5 separate regions of the Mus musculus genome follow, and regions 1, 3, 4 and 5 are each linked to region 2. Evidence: chromatin contacts called from public Hi-C and promoter capture Hi-C data. All regions are on one chromosome and are shown on one strand. Each heading gives the region's core, a stretch centred on a gene start, on an enhancer-like site or on the middle of the called end of the contact. The rest is flanking DNA. Distances are from core to core; before and after follow the strand shown. Region 1 overlaps Pikfyve (phosphoinositide kinase, FYVE type zinc finger containing). Region 2 holds the start of Fastkd2 (FAST kinase domains 2). Region 3 overlaps Plekhm3 (pleckstrin homology domain containing, family M, member 3). Region 4 holds the start of Idh1 (isocitrate dehydrogenase 1 (NADP+), soluble). Region 5 holds the start of Plekhm3 (pleckstrin homology domain containing, family M, member 3).

Evidence for each region. Promoter capture Hi-C pulls out the DNA fragments that hold promoters and counts their contacts. Hi-C and Micro-C count contacts between places; a contact is called where the count stands out from the background. Capture Hi-C pulls out chosen DNA fragments and counts their contacts.
Region 1: a contact with region 2 is called in a Hi-C map of B cells, with 6 read pairs. The contact joins the enhancer-like site here to the promoter of Fastkd2 in region 2. A contact is called at or near these places in 4 of 39 promoter capture datasets (the C10 cell line, the HPC-7 cell line, liver and 1 more), 1 of 484 Hi-C or Micro-C datasets (B cells), 1 of 115 datasets of contacts at active chromatin or transcription factors (pro-B cells) and 2 of 9 other capture datasets (adipose tissue and liver).
Region 3: a promoter capture Hi-C map of pre-B cells shows a contact between it and region 2, with 4 times the contacts expected there. The contact joins the enhancer-like site here to the promoter of Fastkd2 in region 2. A contact is called at or near these places in 8 of 39 promoter capture datasets (cranial neural crest, embryonic stem cells, frontonasal cranial neural crest and 4 more), 3 of 484 Hi-C or Micro-C datasets (B cells, cortical neurons and cumulus cells), 2 of 115 datasets of contacts at active chromatin or transcription factors (embryonic stem cells and pro-B cells) and 1 of 9 other capture datasets (macrophages).
Region 4: a contact with region 2 is called in a Hi-C map of B cells, with 13 read pairs. The contact joins the promoter of Idh1 here to the promoter of Fastkd2 in region 2. A contact is called at or near these places in 5 of 39 promoter capture datasets (embryonic stem cells, hippocampal neurons, liver and 2 more), 9 of 484 Hi-C or Micro-C datasets (B cells, CD4 T cells, CD8 T cells and 6 more), 7 of 115 datasets of contacts at active chromatin or transcription factors (the NIH/3T3 cell line, T-cell acute lymphoblastic leukemia, astrocytes and 3 more) and 2 of 9 other capture datasets (adipose tissue and liver).
Region 5: a contact with region 2 is called in a promoter capture Hi-C map of adipose tissue, with 5 times the contacts expected there. The contact joins the promoter of Plekhm3 here to the promoter of Fastkd2 in region 2. A contact is called at or near these places in 8 of 39 promoter capture datasets (the 3T3-L1 cell line, 3T3-L1-derived adipocytes, cranial neural crest and 5 more), 5 of 115 datasets of contacts at active chromatin or transcription factors (astrocytes, embryonic forebrain, fetal liver and 2 more) and 3 of 9 other capture datasets (adipose tissue, liver and macrophages).

What each region holds. Positions count from the first base shown.
Region 1 is chr1:65,226,407-65,229,106 of GRCm38.p6, forward strand. All of the region lies in intron 12 of Pikfyve (phosphoinositide kinase, FYVE type zinc finger containing), which reads left to right. Among named protein-coding and RNA genes, the nearest start is that of Pikfyve, 41 kb to the left of the region's middle. Within about 2 kb of position 1,380, at least 21 of the 459 cell types and tissues checked have an H3K27ac peak or open chromatin away from gene starts, as enhancers often do. A contact at or near this core is called in B cells, where this site is marked.
Region 2 is chr1:63,729,263-63,731,962 of GRCm38.p6, forward strand. Fastkd2 (FAST kinase domains 2) reads left to right here and starts at 1,363. Exons shown (of 12, transcript NM_172422.3): 1 at 1,363-1,429; 2 at 2,138-2,700. The coding sequence starts at 2,225. Mdh1b (malate dehydrogenase 1B, NAD (soluble)) reads right to left here and starts at 1,056. Exons shown (of 11, transcript NM_029696.4): 1 at 1,009-1,056. The coding sequence starts at 1,030.
Region 3 is chr1:64,917,558-64,920,257 of GRCm38.p6, forward strand. All of the region lies in intron 3 of Plekhm3 (pleckstrin homology domain containing, family M, member 3), which reads right to left. Among named protein-coding and RNA genes, the nearest start is that of Gm51628, 32 kb to the left of the region's middle. Within about 2 kb of position 1,379, at least 84 of the 459 cell types and tissues checked have an H3K27ac peak or open chromatin away from gene starts, as enhancers often do. A contact at or near this core is called in cortical neurons and hippocampal neurons, where this site is marked.
Region 4 is chr1:65,177,763-65,180,462 of GRCm38.p6, forward strand. It overlaps Idh1 (isocitrate dehydrogenase 1 (NADP+), soluble), which reads right to left and starts at 1,380. Exons shown (of 9, transcript NM_010497.3): 1 at 1,228-1,380.
Region 5 is chr1:64,955,478-64,958,177 of GRCm38.p6, forward strand. Plekhm3 (pleckstrin homology domain containing, family M, member 3) reads right to left here and starts at 1,347. Exons shown (of 8, transcript NM_001039493.1): 1 at 1,218-1,347. It overlaps Gm51627 (predicted gene, 51627), which reads left to right and starts at 1,102. Exons shown (of 3, transcript NR_165472.1): 1 at 1,102-1,350.

The DNA.
Region 1 (2,700 bases), core at 130-2,629, 1.5 Mb after region 2:
TATTTATTATACACATTGATGCTTTGCCTGGATGTCTGTTTGTGTGAGTGAGAGTGTCAGAACCCCTGGAACTGGGGTTACATAGACAGTTATGAGCTACCATGTGGGTTTTGGGTTCCTTGGAAGCACAGCCAATGGTCTTAAACCCCGGAGTCATCTCTCTAGTCCCTTATTTTTTGGTTTTTTGGGATAGGGTTTCTCTGTGTAGCCCTTGGCTGTCTTGGAACTCACTCTGTCAACCAGGTTGGCCTTGAACTCAGAGAAATCTGCCTGCATCTGCCTTCCAAATCAAATGCAGGGATTAAAGGCATGCACCACTACTTCCCGATGATACACACCCACCCACCCACTCACCCCCCCCATATCTATATCTATAGCTATATCTATATCTATACCTATATCTATATCTATCTATCTATCTCTATCTATTTCTCTCTATATAAATGGCTTCTTGATAGGGCTTTGAAAAGTAACAAAATTATAAGAAGTTTAATGAGTAAAGTATACTATGATATTTAGAAAAGGATTTGTGGTGACTGGAAACCTGTGCTGCCTAACTAAAATAAGTCACTTTGAAATGAACCTAACCCCACCTTAATAAGAAGTTGTTTGGATAGAGGAGTAGCACACTTTGTTGATGTTAATAAAGCATTTGATTGTCATCATTAACTTTGTTGGCCAAGACAACAATGAAACATGTAAAAGAGGTAGTTGGAACCAGTGGTTCTGTGTATTGGTTGAAAGCATAGGCTGGGCTGGGCTGGGCTGGGAGATGGCTCAGCAGGTAAAGGTGCTTGACATACTGAGTTCCATCCCTGGGACCCACACGGCGAAAAACAAGAACCAACTCATGGAAGTTGCCTTCTGACTTACGGCATTGGCATACCCCCTGCCTACCAAATACGTAAATAAATAAACATGAAAAAAAATTAAGAGAGCTCAGGCTATGGAGCCTGAATTAGCTTTATAACAATTGGTTGCTTGTTTTTAATAGTTGTTAAAATTATCATTATCAATTTGATGCCACTAAGAAGAGAATATCCTAAGTTATCCTATAGGGCTCTGCTATAGTCAAGTTTGTTCAATACTTACTGGAGCACATTGATAATATGGGATAATGGGTTTCATTGTGGTTCTTCACATAGTCATAAATTATATTTGTATTAGTTATATGGAACAAAGTGATGCAATGACATAAAAGGAATGAGTCAGTAAAACCAGGTAACATCTGGCACCTTAGGAACCAACCTTTTTGTGTGTGTGTGACAAAAACATTCAAGATTTACTTTCCTGTAATTTTAAAATACCTACTATGCATTTTTAATTGCAGTCATCAGGCTGTAAAGTGCATCTCAGTTCCTCTACCTAACCGAACCTTCCTACCCTAGACCAACACTTCCCTATTCTCTCCACTTCTGCTGGCCTCTGACACCCAGGATTCTGCCCACTGTGAGCTTTTGTTTTTTTGAATGGAAATATGCAAAGCATAGTATATTTGTAACTGAAGGAGTTTAGCAGTGCTGTTATGAATGTTGACACAGAGTTGTGTAGCTTGCTTGAGTGATTGCGTAAAATACTAAAATGAGCAAGATTAGTTTGAGACCAGCTGGAAGAGGATGCTCTTAGGTTATGCTATAGAGCTTTGTATGGCTATAGTCAATTTGTTCAGCACTTTGTATATGTGTTGTGGGGCATATGCTTATAAGAGGTGTTTTCTCTCTCTCTCTCTCTCTCTCTCTCTCTCTCTCTCTCTCTCCCTCTCTCTCTCTCTCTCTCTCTCTCTCTCTCTGTGTGTGTGTGTGTGTGTATTACATGCATGTATGGAGGAGGACAAAGGTCAACACTGGGTATTTTCCTCATTTTTGCTCTTCACCTTATTTTTTTAAGAAAAGGTGAACCCAGAACTCACTGGTTTGGTTAGACTAGCTGGCCAGCAAGCCCCAGGGACCCTCCTGTTTCTACTTCCTTAGTGCTGGGATTACAGGCTTGTGTTGCTAAATTCACCCGTTATAGATGAGTACTTGCGATCTGGACTTAGGTTCTCATGCCTGGGTGGCAAGCACTTTGTGACACTTTAAATATTTATAAACATTTTTTATTTACTTTTAAAAATTGTATATTAGTGTTTTACCTGCATGTATTTATATATACCATGTGTATGTATGCTTGGGGCCTGTGGATGCCAGAAGAAGGCAGTGAATCCCCATGGACTAGAGTTATAGATGGTTGTAAGGCACTATATGGGTGCTGAGTATTGGACCCAGGTATTAAAATGTATTTTATGTTGCAAGCAAGATTCTGCAGTGTTTCTTATAACGTTAGTAGCAAGACTTTGAGACCTAGATGAAAGCCATGGCTCTGTGAGTCCTTTGAGTGGATTTTCCATGCATAGAAAACGTGATTAAGGAGCCAGTTAAATATCCCATGGAAAGAAACACTGGATCAGACCTAGCATGTAGGGCATTGCATCGGCCGTTTGCCTGTTTTCTTGAAAACTCCTTACCATGAAAAGACACTTGGAGATCTGCTTTACGTGGAAAGAGAATAAGGGGCATGGTAAGCAGATTCCATGTGGTGGGATCCAGTTTTCAGGAACATGTTTTTGAAAGATACTGCACAAGTAGATAAATTTGAATATGGATCAGTTCTGTACTTGTTACAGTATTGACTGCTTTCACAGCTGTGTAAATAATCAGGTGG
Region 2 (2,700 bases), core at 113-2,612:
CTGTATGTATTCCCACCATCCCGTTTTCTAGTGCTAAAAAAAAAAATATTTATCTGAATGTATAGTGAAGCAAAAGATGTACTTCCAAAGGGATGGTAAATTCCAATTGTGTAATAAAGAAGTGATTGTGGCCAAAATAGTTTGTATAGGAAGGCCAAAGGAGAAGCCAGACTGAGTGGAAGGAAGGATAGAACAGTAGGGAGCTCTTTTAAGATACTTGGTGAAAGAAGTGGGAGTGGGTGGGTGGGGGACTTTTGGGATAGCATTAGAAATGTAAATGAAATAAATACCTAATAAAAAATAATAATAAAAAGGAAAAAAAAGATACTTGGTGAAAGAAGAGGAAGCAGATACAGTCAACAGCCTGTTCCAGTAAGTAGTGGTGTTGCTTCCAGCTGTCAAGATGGTCTACATTAAAAATGTAGACGAATTGACACTTTGACATTATTTTTACCTAAATTCGTTAAATTTTGTTCAAGATTTAGTACAAACTTTTGTTGTTGTTGTTGTTTAAACTAAATATCTAGTTTATATTTTGTAATTCTAACCCAGGCCCTGCGACATTCCCACATCCAGGTCCTCCATTAGACTACAGATCTTCTAGCTCTTTGCCTTTATCTGGAGGTTGGTTTCTTTAATAGCTTAGTTATTTCCTTCTCTCCATCCATTCCTTATGCTCCTTTTCCCGCCAACCCCGCCGAGGCCTGTGCAGTTGTCCATCATTACATTAGTCACAGCAGATCAGAGGAATTCCTTATACGTTTTGTACCCCTTATACGTTTTGTGGGAATTAAAACTGGCCAAGGGCAGAGGTGGGAATTTTCCCCAACGTGTCCCCATTGCTCATCTGACTTTGACACATTGCCACTGTGTATCAAGCGTCTTTAAATGAATGCCTAGAAAGCCTGAGATGATCCTTCTAAAGGATGGGGCTGAAGAACAGAAGCCAGTTAACAAGGCTGACCACCCATGGGAAGAGATCTGTGGGCTTACTAGAGAAGCACTCACCCGCGATCACAAATTTGGCCATGATTTCTAGCAAGACCTAGAAACTGGGACCGTGGCGTCACGGTTTCCTGGCAACCGCGGCGGGTACTAAAACTGGCGCAGGCGCGTTCAAAAGAGGCTGCACCGCCAGGGGCTAAAAGTTCAAAGTCACTATTTGAATGTTTTGAGTTTCCATAAACAACAATAGATGAACTTTATAAGCTCCGTGTTTTCCTAAGGCTCTCGCTTCTATCTTTTCATCAGAGAATAGAAACTATTCTTTCTGGAAGGTTTTCCTCCCTATTTGCACATGGCCTCCGCGGTCGCTGAGAACCGATGCTTTTTGACTTATAAAAGAATCCGTAATACGTCACCAGACGCGCCGCTTGAGGAGGAACTGTCATGGCTGCGCCTATGTGTAGTCACGGGGTTCTGTTCGAAGGTGAGTGGATGGCAAGCAGAAGCGGAATCGCGGGCCGGATCGTACTTGTCTTTTTACCTAGGGGAGAAAAGTTTGGGAAGTGGCCTGGGTCTTAAGTTTAGGGCAGTGCTGGGCGGCCCATTTGCGGAAAGACACCGACTCCGGTTCCGGGATCTTGATGAACCTGGCTGATTGTAGATTCTCAGGCGGGAAGGACATCGCTTTTTTTCTTTAATTCCGTCCCTAACCAAGACCGACCTGTCCGAGTACGTTTTCTTAACAGTTCGCTTTTGGCCAATGCAAGATGATCTGAAGTGTCCATCAATGATACAGTTTTCAGTGAAGGCCTCCAAAGTAGTGTTAACAAAGTTCTCCTTAGCCGATATTGAACACCTACACAAGACATTCTTATCTATCTTTCTGTCTGTCTTATCTATCTTTCTAGCTGTCTATTTCTATCTCTCAGTTTACCTACCTATCTATGCTACTTTATCCACATTTATTGATTGACTGATTGAAACTACTTTATCCACAACTGCTAAAGTGATTGACCTGGGTACTTTTACAAAGATGAAATAAACGTGGAGGAAGCATACCGAGGACATGTTCCATTTTAATATAAAACTCTAGCGGCTCGTCGGTGCCCATGCAAGCCCCTGTTAGATGCATTTCCCTTATTTAAGCAACAGTTTTTAACCATTATTTCTTTTATTTACCTATCCTCTACAGGACAGTCCACAGCATGTGCTCTTTTTTAGAAAGACGGCAACTTGCGTTGCATCTTGGGTATTTGAAAGTGTGCCAATAGATAGCAGAATGAATAGCAAAGCACGTTCCTTGTTATGGACCATCCGACGATTCAGTACGTTACTTCCAAGAAGCAGAGCTTTGAGGATAGATCCATTGGGAACTTGCAGACCAGAGGTTATTCATTCAAAATGGAACCCAAGAAACCATCGGCTAAATGTTTTTGATGAGGGATTGCAACCATCTGTTAGATACCTCTTTCAGGATATATTTATTTCTAAATCAGTAGATGGTTGTATTCAAACTAAAGGCATAAGCCATTCAGCCGTTTTTAAACCTGATAGGCTGCTTTGTCCTAGAAGACTGTCCTTTGATGCAAAACATTCTTTTGTCTCTGATGGGACATCTGATCATGATTTAAAGAAAATAAACTTTCATCATACCTCCAGTGAAGATGTGTTCACCAAGAAAGTAAGACCAACCCCTGTGAATTATAAAAAGCTAGCCCAGGAGTGTAACTCTCTGAGTGATGTGCTGGACACATT
Region 3 (2,700 bases), core at 129-2,628, 1.2 Mb after region 2:
TAACTGTGTGCCCCAAAACCAAGAAAACGATGTATCTGCTGAGTAGGTACACATGTCAAATTCCTAAAGAAAACAAGCATGTTTTAATCTAATGTACATGGCAGTTATGAAAACCAAATTTAGAAACACTTATGGCCATATACTAGATATTTTAATAAACTGAACAATCACCTTTTAAGCATTAATATTTTTAAATCACAGGTTCCTTATTGTCAAATACAATGCTGAATTCCAGCCTGTGTTTCACTAAAGAAGCACACCTCATTTTCTATCGTAGACGCTTTTGACAGAGGCCATAGAAAAGCATCCCCAAATAACACTTCTGCAGCACCTCGCCCAGCATGCATTGCTCTGCTCAAGAACTTTCTGTGACGTCATGGTCAAACATGAAGTTCATCTGCATTGAGTGCCTTTTTTATAGTCCAGAAATGATCTTCTACAGTCCTACCTGGCTCTACCTACCTCTGACGGCTCGGGGATCTGGAATGTGGCTGTCACATCTGTGAATCTGGTCGTGGCTGCTATTTGGCAGTTACCAATGTTATTATTTAATATCTAACATTCCTAGCTGCCTACAGTCTAATGAGGGAAGGGGTTACGTCCACATTTCTAACACTCTGACCTCAGGCACAGCCATGCACTTGGCAAGCAGAGAATAAGCAAACGAGCACAGGAATGGGTTCTCAGCCGTCAGGAGGTGGGACTGGAGAGCTCAGGGGTCCTCAGGAGACTGGCGTGAACATGGTTAGCTTTCTGGAGAGCTCAGGGGTACCCAGGAGACAGACTTGAACATGGTTAGGCTTCTGTAGCAAGGGCTTGCTAAGCAGCCACGGAGCTGGAAAGGAAGCTATGCAGCTAGCACACACAACTATCCTAAGTCTAAGCATGAGCCAAGAAATATGGAGTTATGGCTCCCCATATAGCTTCAAAACCATAACCTCAGGCATCCTGGTATGGTCATGCTCCATTTTCTCTGTAGGAACTGTTTAAAACTTAAGAGACCTAAGAAGTCTTCACTTAGAGAAAGAATTTAGTGAAACAGGACCAACGGTCCATATTTTATATATGTAAAAGCCAATATTTGTAGCTCCTCTAAATAGCAACCAAATGACAACAGAATTAAGAGCCTACTCAGTGCAACCTTATTCATCCAAAATATTTAATGGGGGAGGGACTAAGTAAACATTAAAAACTTAACAGTCTAAAGAGATACACTAAAGCCATGAAAGTCTGTGAATTTGCTTCTCAATGAGTGCATGAAGTCCAATGTGCTAAACTGACTGGCAGCCTGGAAGGCAGACATGCTAGTTCTCTAGCTGCTTTTCCACCCGGTCTGTGTCATCAGCACACAGTTACAAAAAGCAAAGCAAGTGATTTAAATCACCAATGCTGAGAGAAGCATGGATCCTTAAAAGGGCCATCTGCTATAGCAACCTCTTGGACGACTAACAGCCTCCCACTAATTTAAAAAACATTCAGGTTTGTATAACAAAGCTTTTTCTTTTCTTTTCTTTTTCTTTTTCTTTTGAGACTCTGCCCCCTACAGGACACACAGAATAATTCCCAACCTGAGGCAGAAAAACAATCTTCCTGGTTTAGCACTGGGAACGAAAATGCCTGCAAACCACATATGCTGTAAAGGGAGTGAACTGGTTTTACTCTTGAATGCAGTACACTGTACGTTACACACTTACAAGTTAGCGGTCTCTCTGAGTTAGAAACGCACCTGCACCCCATCGGACTGCCAAGCCGAAGCATGAAGCACCAGCTGCGCAAGCGAGCAACCCAATTCCACTTGTAACCCTGTGCTGAGCTCCCTGCTCTCCGTACTCAGCTACCCCCAACAGTCCAGATTTATCAAGCTCCAAATTTAGACAGCCAAGGGATGCGTCGTGTCACAGGGAACTGGGTGACAGACACTGCCAGAAAGGTCTGCTCTCACCCATTATGTAATACTTTCCCTCTTCTTCGCTTCCTTCTTCGGGCCTCGGCTCCTCGCTTTGCCTTTCCCTGTTTTTCTCTCTCCAAGCTTTAGTTGCACTGGGCCTGCTCTCCAACACTCCCTTTACTCAATGCAATGCAACATATGGGCAATGCATGCTCCTTCAGGAAGCAAACTGAGAGACAGGTGAGAAGTGTTAACTGAGTGGCAGCCTTCACAGCCCACGCAGGGCTTTCTTCATTCTCTTACTATACAGTCTCTTAAGGCAGAGACTCCAGTGACTAACTTGAGAACAAGGCTGGGCTAGTCTCCTATTTTCCAATTACAAGGAATTTATGGACTCTATCAGCAATCTAATGTCACACAAGTAAGTATATTATGAATTCAGGATGCCTATCCTGTAAGCAATTAGTAGAGTATTACTGAATGCCTGAATTCCAAAATATAATAATATAGGCACCAAAAAAACACTGAAATGCTAACAATTTCAAGAATAAGTAAAATAAATAAATGACAAATTAAACAAACCAAAACTACTAAAGGTAGTATTTTCTTATCAAAAACACTTCCAAAAGTAGTTAACTGGTTCAGCACAGGTCTGCTCTTGTCATATATACAGACACACACACATTACCTCCTATGGCTTCTATGCTGGCTCTCAACGTGTTTTTGTTTTCTGAGACAGGTTTTCATGATCAATCCTAGACTGGTCTCAAACTGGCAATCCTCCTGCCTCGAAGCCTTCCCAGTGTTAGAAC
Region 4 (2,700 bases), core at 130-2,629, 1.4 Mb after region 2:
TTCCTGCTTCTCTCTTTTCCCAGTGCCTACACTTGCACTAACGCCCAACTAACTATACAATGTGGTCACATTAAAGATATCAGATTAGAGGGCAAAATTGCTAATTCTTATCTTGATGGTGAACGGACTTGCAATTATAACAAGGCCTCTCAATTTTGATGACTTAAACAAGTGTCCTTTCAATTTATCTCCTAAAACAAAGCAAGATCCGGAACAGAAAGTCTTAACATACAAATACCCCTGCCAGGAGGATTTGTATTTAATATCAGCCTTACAGCCCAGTTTATCTGGTTTAAAGTACAGTGCTTGAGTGTATCCAGAGGGGCAAAGGGCAGGAGCCTTCCAAATAAAGGTCACAGGAGTACAAATATTGGTGCGCACACACGCTCACACCACAGGACGGTGAGTCCTAGAGTGAGCGCCCGGCTCTTTGGCTTTTTGCAGGTCTCGGGTTTGCTCGACCTCGGGTGACACTGAGACAGGAGATATCCATGTGGGCGTTGTGCAAGCTCTGCTAATGAAGCTGACTCGGTTCCTCCTTCCAGATCCCCACACCAGCCCCTCCTCTCAGCACTGCCAGGACCTTTTAAATACGAGGTCCACTGAGATGGCTGCATCTGGAATCGAGACCCCAGGGCGCCCCCAAGTGGCTAAGCAAACACTACAGACTGAAGCTGGAGGCTCCGCCTACCTTCATCCCCTCCCTCTCTTGCACTCTCATTAGCTCTTCTCCGACCACAAGGCAGGTCCCACCCCTGAACCTTGAAGGGAGTACACGCCTAAATTCCTGGCTTACACCCTTTCTGCAACCAGCTTTCCTGCCTAGTCCTTTTACACCCAACACTCAAGAGTTCTGTGCGTCCACCTCAAAGCTAAATTCTCCTCCGCGGGTGCCTTGCCACTTGTCACTGCTTGCAACGTCCTCGCCTCCCAAAGCGATCCCAACCTCGGAAGCGCCCTTCTATACAGATAGGCAAGCAGCACTCTGCTACTCCCATTTCCCTTCTCTACGCCCAAACTCTGGAAGCGTCCCTGAGTGCACCAGGGCCTTGCCACTGAGTTCATCTCTGCACAGCCAAGACCTGGGGTTTCTTCCTTTTTTCTCACTCCAGCTTTCAACGGAATAGTTTAATAGTAAGGGGCGGCGGCTGCCGCTCTAAGCCTTGGGGCACCTGTAGGGAGGGGAAGGAGCGCCCGCTTGCAGCCGGAGGCGCCCCAGCTACTCACCGGCTCACACCCGCGCGTACACACAAGCTGTAATAAGCCGGCCCCAGTTAGATCAGCATCTGCCACAACCTTCGCTCGGAAGCCCAGCGGCAGGGTCAAGGCTGTTTAACTCTTCCCGGCTTTGTCTCCTCCCAGGCCCCACCCCCTCAGCCCACCTCCCGAAGCCCCGCCCCCTCCACGACGCCATTCGCCGCCTCCGACTTTGTGGGGTGGGCCGAGGCATAGATTGAGATTAAGTCTGGGATGCAGCGGTCCGCTGTTCCCGGTGGGGGATGGGACTGCCACGCCGCGGAGATTCCTCGGGAACACCCTGCAGTTGAGGAGCGAGGACGCCACCTACTGACAGGCTATCGGAAGCGCCGAGACCGAGTGTTCTGGGCTCCGCAACAATCTAGGAATCCCAGCGTTGAGTATCCAGGTTCTCTGCAAAAGGTACAAAAGAGGGAGCCCTCCCTAGACTGGATCCCTTCCTGGAGTCTCCGGATGCCTCTTAGAGCTGGACTGTGCCCTTTGAAGAATGTGCATTTGAGGTTTCTTAAAGGCGTGTGAGGACTACAGATTCTACCTTAATGCAAAAGCTAAAACAGAGCGCATTTTCCATTTCAAAATCAAGAACAAACAATACCCTACACACAAATACATATATGAGTAAAACCATTCATATTCTCATGCTGAGGCTTTTACAGAGCTTCACCATTCCACCCCAATAATTCCCTCCACTACCAATGATCCGTATTCCCAACTGTTGCTGTTTATAAATAAGCTTCACTCACCATTTGTCATGGAAGACAGTGAGGTTTATTTTCTGGGTTGCGATGAAGCTGCACTAGAGATACACGATATAAATCTTAGAATTCTAAGAATGGGTTAAACGTATTCCAATCTTTCCAGAGATTTTTCTGTCTGTATTCCTTAGTCTTGAAAAGGAGAACATTATGACTTGTAGGACAATAGGTCATCCTTGATTGGTCAAGATTCAACGCTTCATGGACTTTTAAAACAACCAGCATTGTGTTGAAAAGTTATGAATTCACGGCAGTTAGTAAGATTCATTTTGGACGCTAGAGGGCGCTATGTGGAAAAGGACTCATACGTGGTGTCAGCTGTTAATGTTGATTAACTGGGTATTAGCTGTGACCTCCGTTTATTCCTATAAAATGATTAGAGAGTGTGTGAGTTTATACTTTCACCTCTAATCTCACTTTAAATCACTTTAAAAAACGTTACTTACTACCATCAGGCACATATTGTTTATATTACTAAAAGTAAGTATTCATAGCCATTCTTGTTCCAGAAAGCATTTTAGAATAAATTCAAGAAACGAAGAATAAAACACAATAAGAAGTATTGACTATAGGTGATGGCAAAAGTAAGAAGAATGCATAGGAATACAGAGCCATGGTGAATTTAAATATAAGCATCTTCAACCAAGTTCTAAATATGTGCTAAGCATGGATTGACTATCTGAGACAC
Region 5 (2,700 bases), core at 97-2,596, 1.2 Mb after region 2:
AGACTCTCTCAAAAAAAACATACATATTTAATAACTCATTGAATCTTTGATGAGGTGGCTATTATTCCCATTCTACAGATTAGGAAACAGCTAAATTGAGTAAACTTTCCAGGATGACGAAATGAGAAAGTGACCAAACAAGAATTTAAGCTGAAGTAAGCTTTCAGGATCTTGCCAGAACAATAGCATTGTTAAAGTACTTACTATAAAGACAAACACACAAGTTATTGATGTTATTTCTTGGTACATGACATTTACACACTTCGTGTCAATTTAACCTAATACTTGACTCCTAGTGAAGTTAGATTATGTTACCAAGGTAACACATGTATATTGACCTTTTAAAGACCTCATTTTTGCTATGGTATTTCTTTAAGTAAATGAAATAAAAACTACTTGGTGTTTTAAGCAACCACTTATAACGTGTACTATTCTATAATGCTGTATAAGTACAAGTCACAATTTATTATGATTTGTTGAAAATATTTTACAGGAAAAACCCAGAAGTTTCTTTCTAGTTCCATGGATCAAAGAAAAAAAGGGGAGGAACTAAATAACATTTACAATAATATATCTCAATCTTTTTAACCTGTAAAGGCGCCTTGCTTTGCAAACTATACATATAAGCCCAGCCTCTATTTGTCTTCTGAAATCAGAATTTTTTTTCCAGCTTAAGGGCCTGAGGACTCCTTATCTTGTTTTGTTTGTTTTGTTTTTGTTTTCTAGCTTAATAAGCTTTTCATACAAGACCAATCTATCATTAGTCCTGTACTGTCATTTACTATACATTCAAAATGGGCTCAGTCAATAGAAAGAACAAACGTAGCGTTTCTCTGGGGCTAAAAGCTCTACTGGGGTTTGGTTTCTATGATCGCTGGGGAGGGGTTACTAAAAACAACGCAGAAACAGGATCACCTTATTCAACTACTTTCTAATTTGCGTTACTTGATTCACAAAAAATAAACACCAGGTCATGTCTTCCTCCTCACTTAGCCACCCACAAATGAAGTGCTATCCCCAGCGCGAAATACAACAGAAAGCGGTGCGTGGGAAGAACCCCGGCGACCCCGGGGAGCTCCGGGGATGCGTCATCCCGTCCCCCTCCCCGCCCAAGGCCGCCGTGAGGAGGATGCTCACCGCGGCTCTGGTCCCTTCTCCCCTGCGGCCTGCAGCCGACCCCCGGCAGGACCCCGACCCGGGCAGCCCGCCCTCCTCACCGCCAGCGACTGCGCTCCAGCTGCCGACCATCCCGGCCCGGCTCTGTTTACAAGCGGCTTCTCGCGGTCCCACGCCCAAAAGCTTCCCCGCGGCAGCCCGGCAACAGGATCCGATTACACAGAGTTCCAGCCGGTGAGGACCGGTCCCTCCTACGGGAGGAGCAGGCGGTCGGGCGGGGCCTGACCTCCTTATCTTATTGTTTGCTTTACAGCCTTTATCCCAGGCTTGGTCCCTTCCACGTTCTTCCCAAGACCGAGGATGTTTGCAGTTAAAACTGTCACTTGGAACCTACCAGGGCAGGGCCAGCTAGCAGCAGTTGCTAAGAATAAGAGAATTTCTCAGAAATAATGCTTTCCAAACATAGGAATGAACTGCTTGTCATCTTTGGATAGGTGCACGAACTGCTTTTCATCTTTAGTTAGGTTCACGGTTTTAAAGGATGTGGTTGAGGGGAAATGTCTCTAACCTGGCTGTGGATTCCTAGTCTAGCAGCTAGGGCTTAGGGAAGGGCAAGAAGTCACCTCTCCTGAGGTCTGCTGGTAACCAGCCACTTTGCAAAGACGTGCAGTTCCGGTTGGATGAATCTTCCTTTCAGTTTTCAGTCTTAATTTGCCATCACAGCATACTTCTTAGTCGGTTTTTTTTTTTTTTTTTTTTTTCAATTAAGCTTAGTAAGAGAGGGGCGGGGGCGGGGTAGCACACACTTTTAATCCCAGCACTGGCACTGAGGAGGCACAGGCAAGTGAACCTGTGTGAGTTTGAAGCCAACCTGGTCTACACAGAGAGTTCCGGGCCAACCAGAGCTACAGGCTTTGTCTCAAAAGCAAAAGCAAGCCAAGCAGTGGTGTCACAAACCTTTAATCCCAGCACTCAGGAGGCAGAAGCAGGTGGATCTCTGTGAGTCTGAGCCCCTCCACCCTTGTCTACAGAGTGAGTTCCAAAACAAAACAACAACAAAAGCAAACAAAGCACAAACAAACGCGTGTAAGTCAATGACCAGTATCCATATTCTGTTTAAAAATGGAGAGAATTAGGACTCAACAGGATATATAATATTTTTTTTGAAAGTCAAATCTTTAAAAAGTACAGAATCAAATTGTGATTGGTTGAATAGATTTGGCTCCCATAGACTCATGTTTCAATGCTTGGCCATAAGGAATGGCACTATCAGAGGTGTGACCTTATTGGAGTAGGTACATTCTTGTTGGAGGAAGTGACTGCTACTTAAGCCGGCTTTGAGATTGCTGTATACTAAGGTATAGGTATATTAAGCTCTGCCCAGTATGGAATCAGAGCCTCCTCCCAGCTGCCTGAAGTAGACTGTCTCCTTCTGGTTGTCTTGGCATCTAGATGTCGAACTCTTGGGTCTTCCAGCACTTGCCTGTACACTGCAAAGTTCCTGCCATAATAATAATGGACTGAACTTTTGAAGCTGTTAAGCCAGCCCCCAATTAAATGTTTGTCTTTATGAGAGTTGCCTTG